2 separate regions of the Mus musculus genome follow, and region 2 is linked to region 1. Evidence: chromatin contacts called from public Hi-C data. All regions are on one chromosome and are shown on one strand. Each heading gives the region's core, a stretch centred on a gene start, on an enhancer-like site or on the middle of the called end of the contact. The rest is flanking DNA. Distances are from core to core; before and after follow the strand shown. Region 1 overlaps Rec114 (REC114 meiotic recombination protein). Region 2 overlaps Hcn4 (hyperpolarization-activated, cyclic nucleotide-gated K+ 4).

Region 1 (6,890 bases), core at 4,019-6,518:
CCACACATAAATGTTGCCGTCTTAACTCTGTTTAAACACGCGTGTTGACGACAGTAAACGCCCGTCTTGCACAGCCGTCACCACCAGCCATCTCCAGAACTCTCTTCATCTTGCAGAACTGCAGTTCTGAATCCATTAACTAGAAACTTCCCTCCCCATCCCCAGACAGTGGCAAGGACCCTTTACTTTCTGTCTGTAAAATCGAGATGATTTCATACAAGTAGAATCATGCAGTTTTCTCTACGTGAGACCGGCTTATTTCACCTAACATGTTTAAGGTCCGTCCGTGTTGTAGCATGTGTCATAGCTCCATCTTTAAGTCCTGTCCGTGTTGTAGCATGTAGCTCCTTTCCTTTCTAAGACTGGATGAAACGCCATTGTTTTTACATGCTGCATCTTGTTTACAGTAGATGTCAGTGGATATTGGGTTGCTTCCACCTTTTTCTTTTTTTGCCTGTTGTGAGTGATGCCTGCTATAAGCAAGTATCTATGTATTCGCCAGAGCTCTGCGTTCGGTTGGTCTGTGTGCACACTCATAAGAACTACTGGATGTTCTGCTCCGTCTTGACTGTCAGGTTGATTGTGTTGGAAGACGTGTAGGAACTGAATAAAGGACACTTTCCTTTATGTCGGTCAGGCCATTACCGGAGTGGCTACATCATGAGGGCTCCGACCTTCATGAGGTTCACGTCAGTGGCCTGAGTCATTGGTGGTTTAAACTTTTGAATAGATATTGGGAGCTGCTGGCACCGTGGAAAGTGGGACATCTTTGGAAGAACCGGGTTGCTGTGAGCATGCCTTCTAAGGATATAGCTTATCCAGAAAACCAGGCTCAGAAACCTGCAGGCTGCTGTGGACTGCAGCCTGTTCTGTGCCAGCATTTACCTTCTCTGTGCTAATTCTTCTCTCAGATATTTTGTCATAGCAACAGTAAAGTCTAAGTCACGTGGTAATTCTACATTGAACTCTTTAAGGAACTATCAAGTTGTTTTCCGTAGTGGCTGTGTCATTTTTTGTTCTTAACAACAGTTACAGCGTCCCAGCCTCTCAGTGTACTGCCTGTACTTGGTTTTGTTCTTTCAAAGTGGGGATGTATGGCTCAGTGACAGCTTACCTAGCCCTCAGGAGGCTCTGCGTTGGATCTGTGTTTGCTGGCCACTTATAGAATTTCTTTAGAGATGTCTGTCAGCTTGCAGAAGCACAGATACACACAAAGAACATTGCTTCTTTTCTCCTAGGTCTCTTCTTCCTGTCTATTCTTGCAACGTAGACAAGGTGTGTTTTGGCTGAGCACCAAGAGACGTTTTTGTTGGAGACACTTGTAGCTTACAGGAGATCGGCTCTATGCAGCGCTGTTCCCTCCTTGGGTCACACTTAGTAAGGATCAGTGGCCACCACTTCACTGCTGCCTGCTTAGTCTGTTTGGCTTCTCCCTTCCTGGTGAAGAGATTGATAGTGATAATGTCTTCAGTGGTCTGCCATCTTTCCCCATTTCACAAACCCGTATTTGTTAAAAGTCGGGAATGGGGCCAGAGAGATGTGTCAGTGGATAAGAGCACTGGCTACTCTTGCAGAGGACTTGGGTTCAGTTCCTGGCACCCACATGGTGGCTCACAACCATTTGTAACTCCAGCTCCAGGGGTTCTGACACCCACTTCTGACCTCTGTGGGCACTGGGTACATATACAGTGCACGTACATCTAGCAAGTAAAACACTCATACACAAAACCTAAAAATTAATCTAAATAAATAAGTGGGATCACTTGTTACTCCTTTGGGCTGTCTCTCCAGATGTGAAAACACTGTTTTCATTTCCCTCTTCCTTTAGAAGTCAGGAAGCCAGAGTCTCAGACCAGCATTCTAGAAATAGCCCACAGGGGAGTTATTTCCCAAGACTTTGGCCATAGTTTCCAGCCACTCTTTTATGTCAGTAAGTCCTGCTCACCCCCCCCCCCCACACCTGCTTGTCTTCACCTGAATGAGACTCAGTGAACTAGCTTGAGGCAGTTTAGTCCTGTCTTCTAGGAGCCTGGGTCACCCCTAAGGTGATGGAGCTCCTGGTGTTTCGCTTTCATCTTTTTATCTTTCACACTCAGAGCTAATGTTCTACAGAAAGAAATCTCCTCTTTGTTTACCATCAAGAAATAGTGCATTCCTGTTTAAGTGAACCTCTAACCTTCAAACGCTGTTTTAATCCAGTTAGGTTTTTAAAAAAATGTTCCCTCTATCAGTCTGAGAATTTTCAAGAGGGGGATTTAGTGCAAGTTTTTGATATGAAGTCATTCCTAGATTAAACTCTTTAAATTAATGCCAGTTCCCTCCCCTCCCCTTCCCTCCCCTCCTCTTTTCTTTTTCTTTTTCTTTTTTTAAAGAATGATTTATTTTATGTATGTGAGTACACTGTAGCTGTCTTCAGACACACCAGAAGAGGGCATCAGACCTCATTACAGATGGTTGTGAGCCACCATGTGGATGCTGGGAATTGAACCCAGGTCCTCTGGAAGAGCAGTCAGTGCTCTTAACCACTGAACCATCTCTCCAGCTCACCCTTCTCTTTTCTTCTGACAGAGTTTCACTGTACAGTCCAGACTAGCCTTAAACTCATAATCCCCCTGCCTCAGCTTCCTGAGTGCTATATACATCTCCTTTGTAGTCATCTTCCCTTTGAACCGTCGGCAGCAACGACAAGATAGCTGGGTAAGCAAGAGGAAAAACATTTTACTACTCTACGTTACTTTCCCACTTGCACATAAGCTTTAGATTTTATGCAATGCTTACCGAAGACGGCCCCGCTACTCTCCTGGGAGGTATGTGAGCCCTGTGCCTTGACTCCCCTGCCTTGTCTCTCAGCTCCCCTTTGGAATCTGAGATCATCCCCAGCACCTTAATGAGGAACCGGTGTGCTGCTGTTCCTTCTTGTGGGCTGGGGGATTGGTTGGTGTAGGGCCAGGGCTGCCCTCTGCTTCCAGTGAGTGCCAGGGGACAAGCTCTGTGTCCTTACACTGTGGAAGGAGTGAATGAGCAGAGGCAAGTGAACCCACTTCCCAAGCTGAGGCTCCCCTCCTTCTACGGTCATGCCAGAGATGCAGTCCAAGGCTTGAGTTGCCGTACACAGTCTGATCCTAGAAGAGGTGTATAGGCTGTGAACTTGGGAAAAACAAAACATCCACAGAAGTGTGTCAGTCAGCCACTAACCTGCAGCACTCAGTTGTCTTACTTGCCTGCCTAACACTCTTTCCAAACTGATGACGGTGGTGGCTTGTCCTGGATGCTGACTGTGACATTTTAGTGTAGAAAGGGAAAATACACTCAGAGCCCCAGAGCCCTGGAATCGGGATTAAGTTCCTTTTTCAGTTCAGGGAAGCTGCCTTGGCAGAAGTGAGATGACTGCCCTGGGCTAGAGTAAATAAGTGTCTCTTTCAGTGTGGCTTTGTTGAATTTTGTGATTTCACAAGTTGTTACTAGGTCTTAGGCAGACTCTTTGCTGGACCACAGCCCTTTAAACTATGGAAATTATTCCTCATTCCAGAGGGGCTTACGGGACAGTCAGCTTCTAATGGAGAGAGTGTGTGTAAGCATTTGGCTTCCATCTGCATTGTTTTATGGTAGAAACCCATCAGTGTTCCGCTGTCCCTCTCGGGTTTCCCAGCATCCTAGAAGTCAGTGTCCTTCACGTTTCCTGTGAAGTACTGCTGAGATTCTGTCTCTGGTGGTACTGCCATTTTTCTATATGTTGTAAAAATGTTAAATCTTTAAAAATCTTCTTTTAGTCTCTAATTGGCTTAGTTTCATTAGGATGCAGCTTGTAGGAGTTAAGTTCACTGATGTGCGATAAACCTCCAGTGTACTGTGGAGCGTTCCCTTGGGCCACTGCATTCGTGGCTGGTTTCTGTTGCTGTGACAAAATACCCTCCCTGCTCTTCTTTCTGGTCCTGTCGATTTGTCTGGCCTCACGAGAAATGTGTTCTTTTGTGTCTGGCTTCTGTACCTCTGCATGGTTTTGAGGCTTGTGTTTGTTGTTGAATGAGTCGTGTTCTTTACCGTTGGCCACATTTCACTTATGAACGTACCGCAGTTTACCCATCTCTCCGTGGATGGATGGTTGGGTTATTTCTAATTTGGGACAATTATAAATGAAGCTACTGTGAACATTTTGTTGATTTTGTTCTTCGTTTGTCAGAGCAGACTGTGGGTAGCCATGGCTATTCTGGACCGCAACTCTGTAGACCAGGCTGACCTCAAATGCACAGAGATCCGCCTGCCTCTGCATTTCAAGTGCTGGGATTAAAGGCGTGTGCCACCACCACTGCCTAGCCAAAACTGTGAACATTTACCTTCAAGGTTTCATATATTACCTCAACTTCTCTTGGGTAATACCTAGGTATAGGATTATCGAGTAGTAAGTGAGTATTTGAGTATTTAATTTTATAAGAATTTATCGAGTAGTAAGTGAGTATTTGAGTATTTAATTTTATAAGAAACTCCTGTGCTGATTTAAGGCGATTGGAGGATCTGGCTCTCCCAGCAGGCATGCTTACTTGAGTGCCAGTCTGTGCAGTTCCAGTTACTCTGCAGCCTGTGCTCTGACATTGAGGTGTAACTCTCCTCCTGGATGCCTGGCGAAGCACGTAGTTCATGTGGATGTTGGTAGCCTCACTAATTGTGTCTCCCAGAAGCCTTTCTAGGGTTGCCCTCGGTGACAGCTGCATATCTGTCTCCCCAGAGGCCAGCAGCAGTGTAGCCTCTAAGCACAGAGTAAGGACTCCTCTGTGTCTGAGTTGTCACCCTTTACCGTTTTACGGGGCTCATCTAAATTGATGTGTGCAGTTGTTGGCTATTCTATGAATCTTTCACAGAGAAATTTGGGTCATTTCTAGTTTTTAACTATCAAGTCATGCTATTAAAAGCATTTCAATATGTATCTTTTGGTGAACGCTGTATGTTGTTTTCCAGTACTGCCTAGGAGCAGACTGGCTGAGTTTATAGAGCAGTGCTTCTCAGTGAGTTCTTAAGGATTTGGGTCTTTTGTTAAAATGCAACTGTGGGCTGAGGAGATGGCCCAGCAGGTAAAACTGTTATGTTCTGACCCCCAGCACCCTGAATAGCTGTGGCCATTTTGTTTCATGCCTGCCAGCTATTTCATATTGTTGCTGTAACATGTCTGCCGGTCATTGACACAGAGAAGTGACATGGCTCAAGGACACGCTGACCACATTCCCTGTTTTGTTCTGTATGTTCTGAATGTTCTGTATGAGGCTTGATAATCTTATGAAATTCCACAAAGCCTTATGTAGGACCCATCAAATCAAAGGTCAATTTGAACTGTTGTGTTGTCTTAGTCAGGGTTTGTATTCCTGCACAAACATCATGACCAAGAAGCAAGTTGGGGAGGAAAGGGTTTATTTGGCTTACACTTCCATACTGCTGTTCATCACCAAAGGAAGTCAGGACTGGAACTCAAGCAGGCCAGGAAGCAGGAGCTGATGCAGAGGCCTTGGAGGGATGTTCTTTACTGGCTTGCCTCCCCTGGCTTGCTCAGCCTGCTCTCTTATAGAACCCAAGACTACCAGCCCAGAGATGGTCTCACCCACAAGGGGCCTTTCCCCCTTGATCACTAATTGAGAAAATGCCTTAGAGTTGGATCTCATGGAGGCATTTCCTCAACTGAAGCTCCTTTCTCTGTGATAACCCCATCTGTGTCAAGTTGACACAAAACTAGCCAGTACAATTGACCCCTTGTCAACTTGACACACAAACACATCACTAGTAAGCCTCAACCCTTACATTCTTATCCATCCCCAAGATCTAAATAACTTTAAAAGTCCCACAGTCTTTACATATTCTTAAAATTTCAATCTCTTTAAGATATCCATCTCTTTTAAAATCCAAAGTCTTTTTACAATTAAAAGTCTCTTAACTGTGGGCTCCACTAAAACAGTTTCTTCCTTCAAGAGGGAAAATATCAGGGCACAGTCACAATCAAAAGCAAAAGTCAATCTCCAACCGTCCAATGTCTGGGATCCAACTTACGATCTTCTGGGCTCCTCCAAGGACTTGGGTCACTTCTCCAGCCATGCACTTTGTAGCACACGCTTCATCCTCTAGGCTCCAGATGCCTGTACTCCACTGCTGCTGCTGCTCTTGGTGGTCATCTCATGGTACTGGCATCTCCAAAACACTGCATGACCCCTTCAGTCCTGGGCCATCAATTGCAACTGAGGCTGCACTTTAACCAATGGCCTTCCATGGCCTATCACAGTGCCAAGCCTCAGCTGCTCAACTCCTTCATGCCTTCAAAACCAGTACCACCTGAGTGACCCTTACACATTACCAAGTCCAGCCACAGCACAAGGTACAACTTTGGCTATATCTGGAACGCAGCCACTGTGCTCTCAGAAAACACTTCCCAGAAGATGTCACCTCAATGATGCTGGTCTCTTCTTAATCACCGCTAATTTCTTAGCTCCAGCTAACCAGCATCAATAGTCCCAGTAATGCAAAGTTTTTGCTTTGGTAGTTCTGGTATCTTGTTAATCACAGCTGATTCTTCAGCCCCAGCTAACCAGAACTACAGAATCTTCACAATCAAAACAGCAATGGCCCTGAAAAGAGTCTTTAATTTTCCCTCTGAAATTTCACAAGCCAGGCCTCCATCTTCTGCACTGTTCTCAACATTATCTTCCAAGCTCTTACAAAACATCTGACAGAGCTCTTAACAACGAATGGATCTTCAAGCCCAAAGTTCCAAAGTCCTTGCACAGACCTCCCCAAAACATGGTCAGGTTGTCACAGGAATACCCCACTCTGCTGGTACCAATTTGTCTTAGTCAGGGTTTGTATTCCTGCACAAACATCATGACCAAGAAGCAAGTTGGGGAGGAAAGGGTTTA
Region 2 (6,984 bases), core at 1,144-3,643, 170 kb before region 1:
CAAAGAAGAGACCACAGCACCCCACAGTGATGTACAAATAAATGTACAACACAATGGCAAATTCGTTTAACAACTGTTTTAAAACCAAGAATTCAGTGAACTACAGAGCTTAGAGGAGTGTGGCCCACCCCACCACAGGCAATAAAAAGACACTTCTTGTTGCTGTAACAGGGCTTACTCTGTCCAGGCTGGCCTTAAGCTGGCTCTATGGCTGCCCTTGACCCCTAGCCCCTCTGCCTCCACCTCCTGAGTACTGGGGTTATAGGCATGTGCCACCATGCCTGGTCTTACGCAGTGCTGGGGGTGGAACCCAGAGATTTATACATTATAGGCAAGTACTCTGCCAACTGAGTGATATCCTCAAACCTGTAGATCCTTATTGTAGAGAAATTTAAAACAGTAACAAAACTAACCAACATACAGACATTCTGAGCAATGTTGACAACAAAATCCTTCACCTCTCCAAGCAGCTACTTCTAATTCAACTCCTCACCCTGGGTACACAACCAAATACATTATACCAAATACAGACCTTATTTCTGTAAAAGGGAATGGATGGTAGCTCTCAGATATGTGATTCTGCCTGGAGAAGCACAGCCACCGACAACCACAGAGAAGATGCCTTCAAAGGTGTTCTTTATGTTCTGTTTCTTAAACTAGGTGAGTGGTAAGAGGCTAGTGTTGTTAATATCTTCATATGGAATGTGTCTTCTGCCTACCTGAAATATTCCACCTTCAAGAGAAAGAGAATTAAAGAAATAAAATCAACAGGGTCAGGGCGGGGGGTGGGGGAGGTTGCAGGGGCAGAGGTCATCAGGAGAATGCTCTGTACCTCACTGGGGGCTGTAAGCAGCAGAGAGTAGAAGAGCCTAGTCCATCAGAAGAGGATGAAGCCCCAGCCAAGGCTGAGGGAATAGGGAGCCTGGGTTGAGAGAAAGTGTGGGAGGCTTTTGTCTACAAAGGGGGGAAAGCCCTGGGTATGGTGAGGTCGCCCCGGAAGGGCGCATGGAGTGACAAGAGAGGAGCCCAAGACCAGAGGCCCATCAGCACCAACCTTTGGGAAGAAGAGGAACTCTTACAGCTGAGTCTAGGTTAAGTAGGGAGAGTGGGAACCCCAACTCTGGGGAGAACCTGACCAATGGGGTCTGACACTGAGGAGAACCACAAGACTAGGCATGGACATCGGTCCTGGTTTCTCCAGTGTGGACTAGAGGACTGGCTCAGAGCCTTTCCCAGGAAAGAGAACTGGAAGTCACATTGCTAGGGAGGAAGAAGTGACTTCCAGGGTAAGAAGTAAGAGCAGAGAGTTGAGACTGCCCTTAGGACATTCTGCTGAAGACAGCAACATCTAGCTCTCGGGATGGGCAGTCTCCAGGGAGCATTCTAAGTCGTTCAGATTTTCTTTGGAATGGCCTGGTGCAGACCTATGACCTCAACTGTTCAAGAGGAGGCTGAGGCAAGAGGCTGAGGCATGTCAAAGCTTGCCTGGGCTGAACTCAAGGCCAGCCTGAGTAACTTAGCAAGACCTGTCTCAAGAAACAATGCAGAGGATGTAGCTCAGCATGGTACAGCACTTGCCTGGCTTATGAGAGGCCCTAGGTTTGATACACACACACACACACACACACACACACACACACACAATTTGAATTTTCCAGTCTAGTTTAGTTCCACTGAGGCCTCAGAGTTATCTTGGGCCGTCTCATCTTTCTGATTGCCAGAAGAACAAGAGCTGTCCCGTGGGGCCGAAGCTTGTCGGGGAGGTGGCGTTTTTAGATTTGGGGAGAGGGGAATATTTCACCACTGGCTCTTTAGAATTGTTAGTCAATGGTAAGGAAAATAAGCCAACCACCGTTTTCCCTGTGGGTCTTCAGTTCTATGCAGACCATCACTCCGTGTTATCATTGTCCCACCCTGCCTCTGCTTGCCCCGTGCACAGGGGCAAGGCCTCAGTCTCCTGCTGAGTATGATCCAGCTCCCTCCACTCTGGCTGATGGGCATCCAGTGAGCACCAGCTCTGAGCCTCACACCTCTTTCCTGTGGCTCACTGTCATTGAGGCTTTTGACTTTAGAGTTGGTGAGAGAACGAAATGAGACAACAGGAAAGCACCCAGGGCCTAATATACAGTAGGCACTTACTACCTGCCCCTATGAAGTCTAGGAACAAAACAGCTGGTGTAACCACCCTGCCTCTAATTCCACCTCACCCTACCCCACCTATGAAGGCTCCCCGCCCACCCCTGCCCAGCCCCAGAGGCCACCTCCACCAGAGGCCACTGTGGTCCAGCCTAGGCTGCCCCCACAGCAGCTGAGTTTAGCCTCGCCTATATCGTGTCAATGGGGTCCCCAAGGAAGCTCTGCCACCTGGCCACAGGGGGCAGTTGTCATGGGGATGCTGGGCGGCCGAGCTGTCTGCTTAGCAACAGGGCTCCCAGGCCTGTCACCACGGAAACAGCCTAGGCAAGCAGTGATGGGGAACAACTGGCCAGGTTCCCTGCTCTTTCCAGAGGCAATCCCCCTCTTTACACAGGCAGGATGTTATTCCCCCACCAACCAGGAAGCTGAAGACTGCTCTTCCGACCCCAGACACCTGCCCTGACTATCAAGGTCCAAGGGCCTGTGGGAGCCCTTTGTAGCCAACGGTTAGGTACAAGAGTGTGAGGGAGAAGTTGGTGCCACACACCTCCTAGTGCCAGGTCTGACCTTGGACTGCTAGAGCCCCACATCTGTCCTCCATCCACTGGTGCCTATGATGCTCTCCTCACGACTGCTCACCTCCTGCCCCCAGCTAATCGTCCTCTCCTGAGGGCCTGTCTGCAGCAAGAGGGTGTGTCGCCTGCTCAGCATTTAGCTGGTTGGAGATCATGTGTCATGTACTGGCCTCCTCCTCCTCTTCCGAGGACTGTGGAGCTGTGGCAGAGGCAGGGAAGAGGGCCTGCATCAGGGTCCTTCCGCCTTCACACATGACACTGGGGATACACCATCTCAACCCCCCACACACACAGGTTGGACGCAGGTACACATCTCTCTGTAGTCAGGCCTCACGCTCCCATGCACAGTTCTGCATATAACTCAACTCCATGCTTCTGTGATGGGGGAGGCTCATGCACGTGTGTTCACAGCTGCTCAAGGGGCAGTGTCCCACTCCCACCCCCACATCCTCACTGGAGGCTCCAGGTTTCCCTGTGAACCTCACCACTCCATCTCTGACCCCCCCCCCAAGTAAGGCGGCATTTGCTGTAATTTTTTTTATTTAAATAAAATATACAAGACGGTGTGTTTGACCGTTTTTCTGTTTTAAAAGTGGAAGATTTGAAAATTGCTTGTAGAGGTTGTGGGGTAGAAGGTCCTATGGACTGGACCTGGCCTCTCCATAGTCACCAAGGAGTTTGCCAGTGTGTCGGTGTTTATAAAATGCATGTATCAGTAGAGAAGGGTGGCTAGGCCAGGCCTGTTGACAAGAGACCCCTCACTCCTTATCCCAGACCCCAGCTCCTCTCCTATTCCTCAAGGGTGGACTGCAGGTTCTGTGGCGTCCAGCTGGCTCCCTAAGCTCCCTTCCTTGGGGGACAGAACACAGGTCCGAAGACTCTCAGTCTGGGAGGCTTCTCCCAGCCCTGTATAACCTAGGGCTCCTGCAGATTTTCTAGGGCACCAGGGACTTCACCCTCTCTTTCCCTGCAAGCCACCCACAAAGGATTCCCTGTGGCACCCCAGGGCCAAACCTGCTCATGCCACCCTTCTGGCTGCTGCATGGGGATGACAGGCATGGTAGAACCAGCCCCCTCACTGCACGGGCATCAGTCCTACCTGCTCCGACCCATGGATAGGGAAGCTGTTGGCTGTGCCTCCTCCAGGGTCCTGACATCTGCTTCTAATTCAGGGCCAAAGCCACAGATCAGCTTAGCCTCTCATCCGAGGTCCCCATCCTCTATGTCTCCCCCAGAGGCCCTGCCCCACATCTCAACATCACTGCAGTAACCTCTCCTATGCACTCTCTCCTCTAATTCCTTTCTTTACCCACACTTCCCATATCCCAAGGCCTGACTCAAGCCCACCACTGGCCACGCACCTTCCTCCAGCCATGATGGAGGCCCAGCCACCTCCTGAGTCCTGAGAGTTTTAAGTCTTGGAGCCCTCAGCTAAAATCCCCTGGGCTCTCATCATAGTTCACTGGAGCAATGGGCTAAGTTTATGAGGGGGGGGGGTGGTGAAGAAACATGATTTATTGAGCACCTACTATGCTGTGTGCCAGGCACTGGGCTGGGCGTTTCACATCTTTTTCTTATCTGGTTCTCACTGGTCATTGTGAGGCAGTTCCATAGTTCTTATTTTACTAATGAGGGAACAGAAAGGTCAGATAACTTGCCCAAGGCCACACAGCTAAGAAGTGGCAGAACTGGGATTTGAACTGAAGTCTGACTGCTACCAAGCTCCCATCTCTTCCTCCTGTACTTTGCCTAGGGACCAAAAGCTAGGGCTGTACCAAACACAGTTTTCTGATGGGAGGAATACAGGCTTTAACCTTAGGGAGGTTGATTTGCAGCTCAGACCAGACCAGCTCTGCCACTCCTGGTTATGTGATTCTAATCAACCCTCAGTTTCCTCACCTGTGAAATGGGAGAAACCATAATCCTCACCCCCCAGTCTGTGAGTATGTATAACCAGTGCTTGGCACAGAACAGACTCAATAAATAGACGTTCCCCTCCCCTCCCGTTGTACAGCTGGAGAAACTTCGGGCCACAGAGGTGACAGGTGTGCTTGAAGCCCTGGGAGGTGAAAGGCTCGGCCTGGAGTCTTCCCCTTCCATGGGACTAGAGGTTGGGCTAGAACTGGGTTGCAGCCCAGAGATGGGGAAAGAGGGTCTGCTGCAAGGTTCCAGGGGTCCCCTTCCCTGAGGGCTGGGAGAGAGAACTTCCCCCAGAGCCTGCAGTGCCCAGCCTGCGGGCCACAGCAGATTGCTGGATGTAAGGTGACCTGGGTGTCCTGGCAACATGGGATTAAACTAGACTGCACACGAATGTGCACACATGGAAGCTGATATCTACACGGCTCTACAGAGCACTACATAGCTATACATAGACACATCTTACATACATATACATATTCATATACATATCTTGCTACGTTTACAGTAGAAAAAAAAAAAGCAAGGCCCTCAAGGGCCCTGTGTGTCCCAAGGAACTTGGGCGCAGGAGGCTCCTGGGAACACACTCCAGGGCAGCCCCCAGCAGAGTGGGCTCCAAGTTCACAGCCAAGGAACTGATTGATGGTAGGTAGCTCTTGCTCTACAGAACAATACAATGACAGGTCTATGCTAGGACCCAAACACGGGTCACCCCACCCCTGCCCTGTCCCCAGAGACCCCGCCTGTCTTCCTTTGGCTGTTGCCTTTGGGCCTTGTCTGCTCCCCCCTCCCTCCCTCCCTCCCTCTCTCCCTCTAGTGCTGAGTATTAAAATAGTCTATAAAAGCAAGTGACCAAAAATCTATAGCTCTAAGAATACCTGGTTATTTTCTGCTGTCTTTTTGTTTTTCTGGGGTATGTTTTTTTATGGTTATTATTGTTGTTGGTATATCTCCTAATCACAGTTAAACCTGAAGGAAGAAAGGAGCAAGAAAAAGAAGAGGGAGGGAGGGCCCAGCTCATAAATTAGACGGCAGTTTGGAGCGTACTGGCTCAGACCTAGCGCCAGGTTCCCTCTGGGGTGCAGCAGTAGTCAGAGGGGGCCCTCCAGAAGAGGCGGCTCTTGCCCCAAACAAAGAAAGTGGGGGTGGCAAAGAACCTGAGGATGTCTTCCGAGGCAAAGTGACATGTTGGCCTGGGATGGCACCATATGGCCTTCCAGGAGGCCCAAGGCCCCCACTACTCCCACTGCCACCCCCAGCTCTGGGGTAGAGTGAGAAGGCAGCCACCGACTCCCCTGAGGAGTGAGGCGAGGCCCTGCGGAGAGTCTGTGCCCCATCCTGGGGGAGGGCTGGCTGAGAGGCTGAGATGAGCTTCAGGTCCTGTGTGAGGCGGCCAGGGGTGAGGGGTGGTGTGCCCCTGCGCTGTGGGACCTGGGGAGGTGGAGGGCTGGATGCAGGTGGCAGGAGCAGGGAACCATGGGAGCCAGAGGCCCGGGGTGGGGCACTCGGGAAAGTTCTTGGGGGCCCCGGGCTGTGGCCCGGAGGACTGAGGCCTCCTCGGGGGGTAAAGGCTACAGGAGAAGCCCCTCCAGAGGCCCCTGCCATGAAGGATGGTCGCTCAGGCCGTGGGGGTGTCTCTGGTGTACTTGATGGACCAGCTGCCAGACCTAGGGACAACTCTCCAGGAGGCTGGCCCAGCTGCCCAGGGCTGGATGATGGTGACCTGGAGGAGGGTGGGGGCGGCAAGAAGTGCTCCAGGAGTCCCAGACCTCCTCGGGCCCCAGGCAGTGGGGGTGGTGGCTGGGCAGCCTGTGGAGAGCGAGCGCCTGGTTGCAGTGGGGTGAGCAGCGGGGAGTCAGAGGATGACAGGGAGCCACCCAGCGCCTTGTGAAAGTGGCCGAACCCAGTGGTGGAGGCGGCGGCGGCAGTGGAGGTGGAGGGTGTGGGGGCTGGTGGGGAACCGCAGGCTCCTGGAGGTGGGGAAGAGCTAGAGGAGGGCAGGAGAGGGCTCAATCCAGGAGGTGCAGAGAATCCAGCCAGCTGTTGGATGTGGAAGGAGGATGAAGACGGTGTGTCCACCTGTGAGGGGCTGCTGGCGGGTGAAGCAGAGCCCAGAGCTGAAGGGATCAAGGACTGCAGCCTCCTTGGGTGCCTCGGTGTCTGTCCAGCCCCAAGGTTGCCCAGCCCAGGTCCGGGAGGGGGCCGGAAGATGGCGGCGGGCAGGCGGGGGTGGTGTGTGAGGGCTATGGCCACCGAAGTAGTAGCAGCAGCAGCCTGCAGTGGCGCCTGGATCAGCGGGGTCCATATAACAGGCGTGGGGGTTGGGGTGGCTGAGGCGGCAGCCTGGACGCGGTGA

The links. Hi-C and Micro-C count contacts between places; a contact is called where the count stands out from the background.
Region 2: a contact with region 1 is called in a Hi-C map of olfactory sensory neurons, with 4 times the contacts expected there. The contact joins two enhancer-like sites. A contact is called at or near these places in 1 of 39 promoter capture datasets (liver), 6 of 15 datasets of contacts at CTCF or cohesin (embryonic stem cells, hippocampal excitatory neurons, liver and 2 more), 130 of 484 Hi-C or Micro-C datasets (3T3-L1-derived adipocytes, the AML12 cell line, the AtT-20 cell line and 60 more), 17 of 115 datasets of contacts at active chromatin or transcription factors (the NIH/3T3 cell line, astrocytes, bone marrow-derived dendritic cells and 8 more) and 2 of 9 other capture datasets (adipose tissue and embryonic stem cells).

What each region holds. Positions count from the first base shown.
Region 1 is chr9:58,696,934-58,703,823 of GRCm38.p6, reverse strand. All of the region lies in intron 2 of Rec114 (REC114 meiotic recombination protein), which reads left to right. It also overlaps the pseudogene Gm20620. Among named protein-coding and RNA genes, the nearest start is that of Rec114, 41 kb to the left of the region's middle. Within about 2 kb of position 5,268, at least 5 of the 459 cell types and tissues checked have an H3K27ac peak or open chromatin away from gene starts, as enhancers often do. A contact at or near this core is called in olfactory sensory neurons, where this site is marked.
Region 2 is chr9:58,859,425-58,866,408 of GRCm38.p6, reverse strand. Hcn4 (hyperpolarization-activated, cyclic nucleotide-gated K+ 4) reads right to left here. Exons shown (of 8, transcript NM_001081192.3): 8 at 3,234-6,984. The coding sequence ends at 5,646. Among named protein-coding and RNA genes, the nearest start is that of Hcn4, 40 kb to the right of the region's middle. Within about 2 kb of position 2,393, at least 20 of the 459 cell types and tissues checked have an H3K27ac peak or open chromatin away from gene starts, as enhancers often do. A contact at or near this core is called in olfactory sensory neurons, where this site is marked.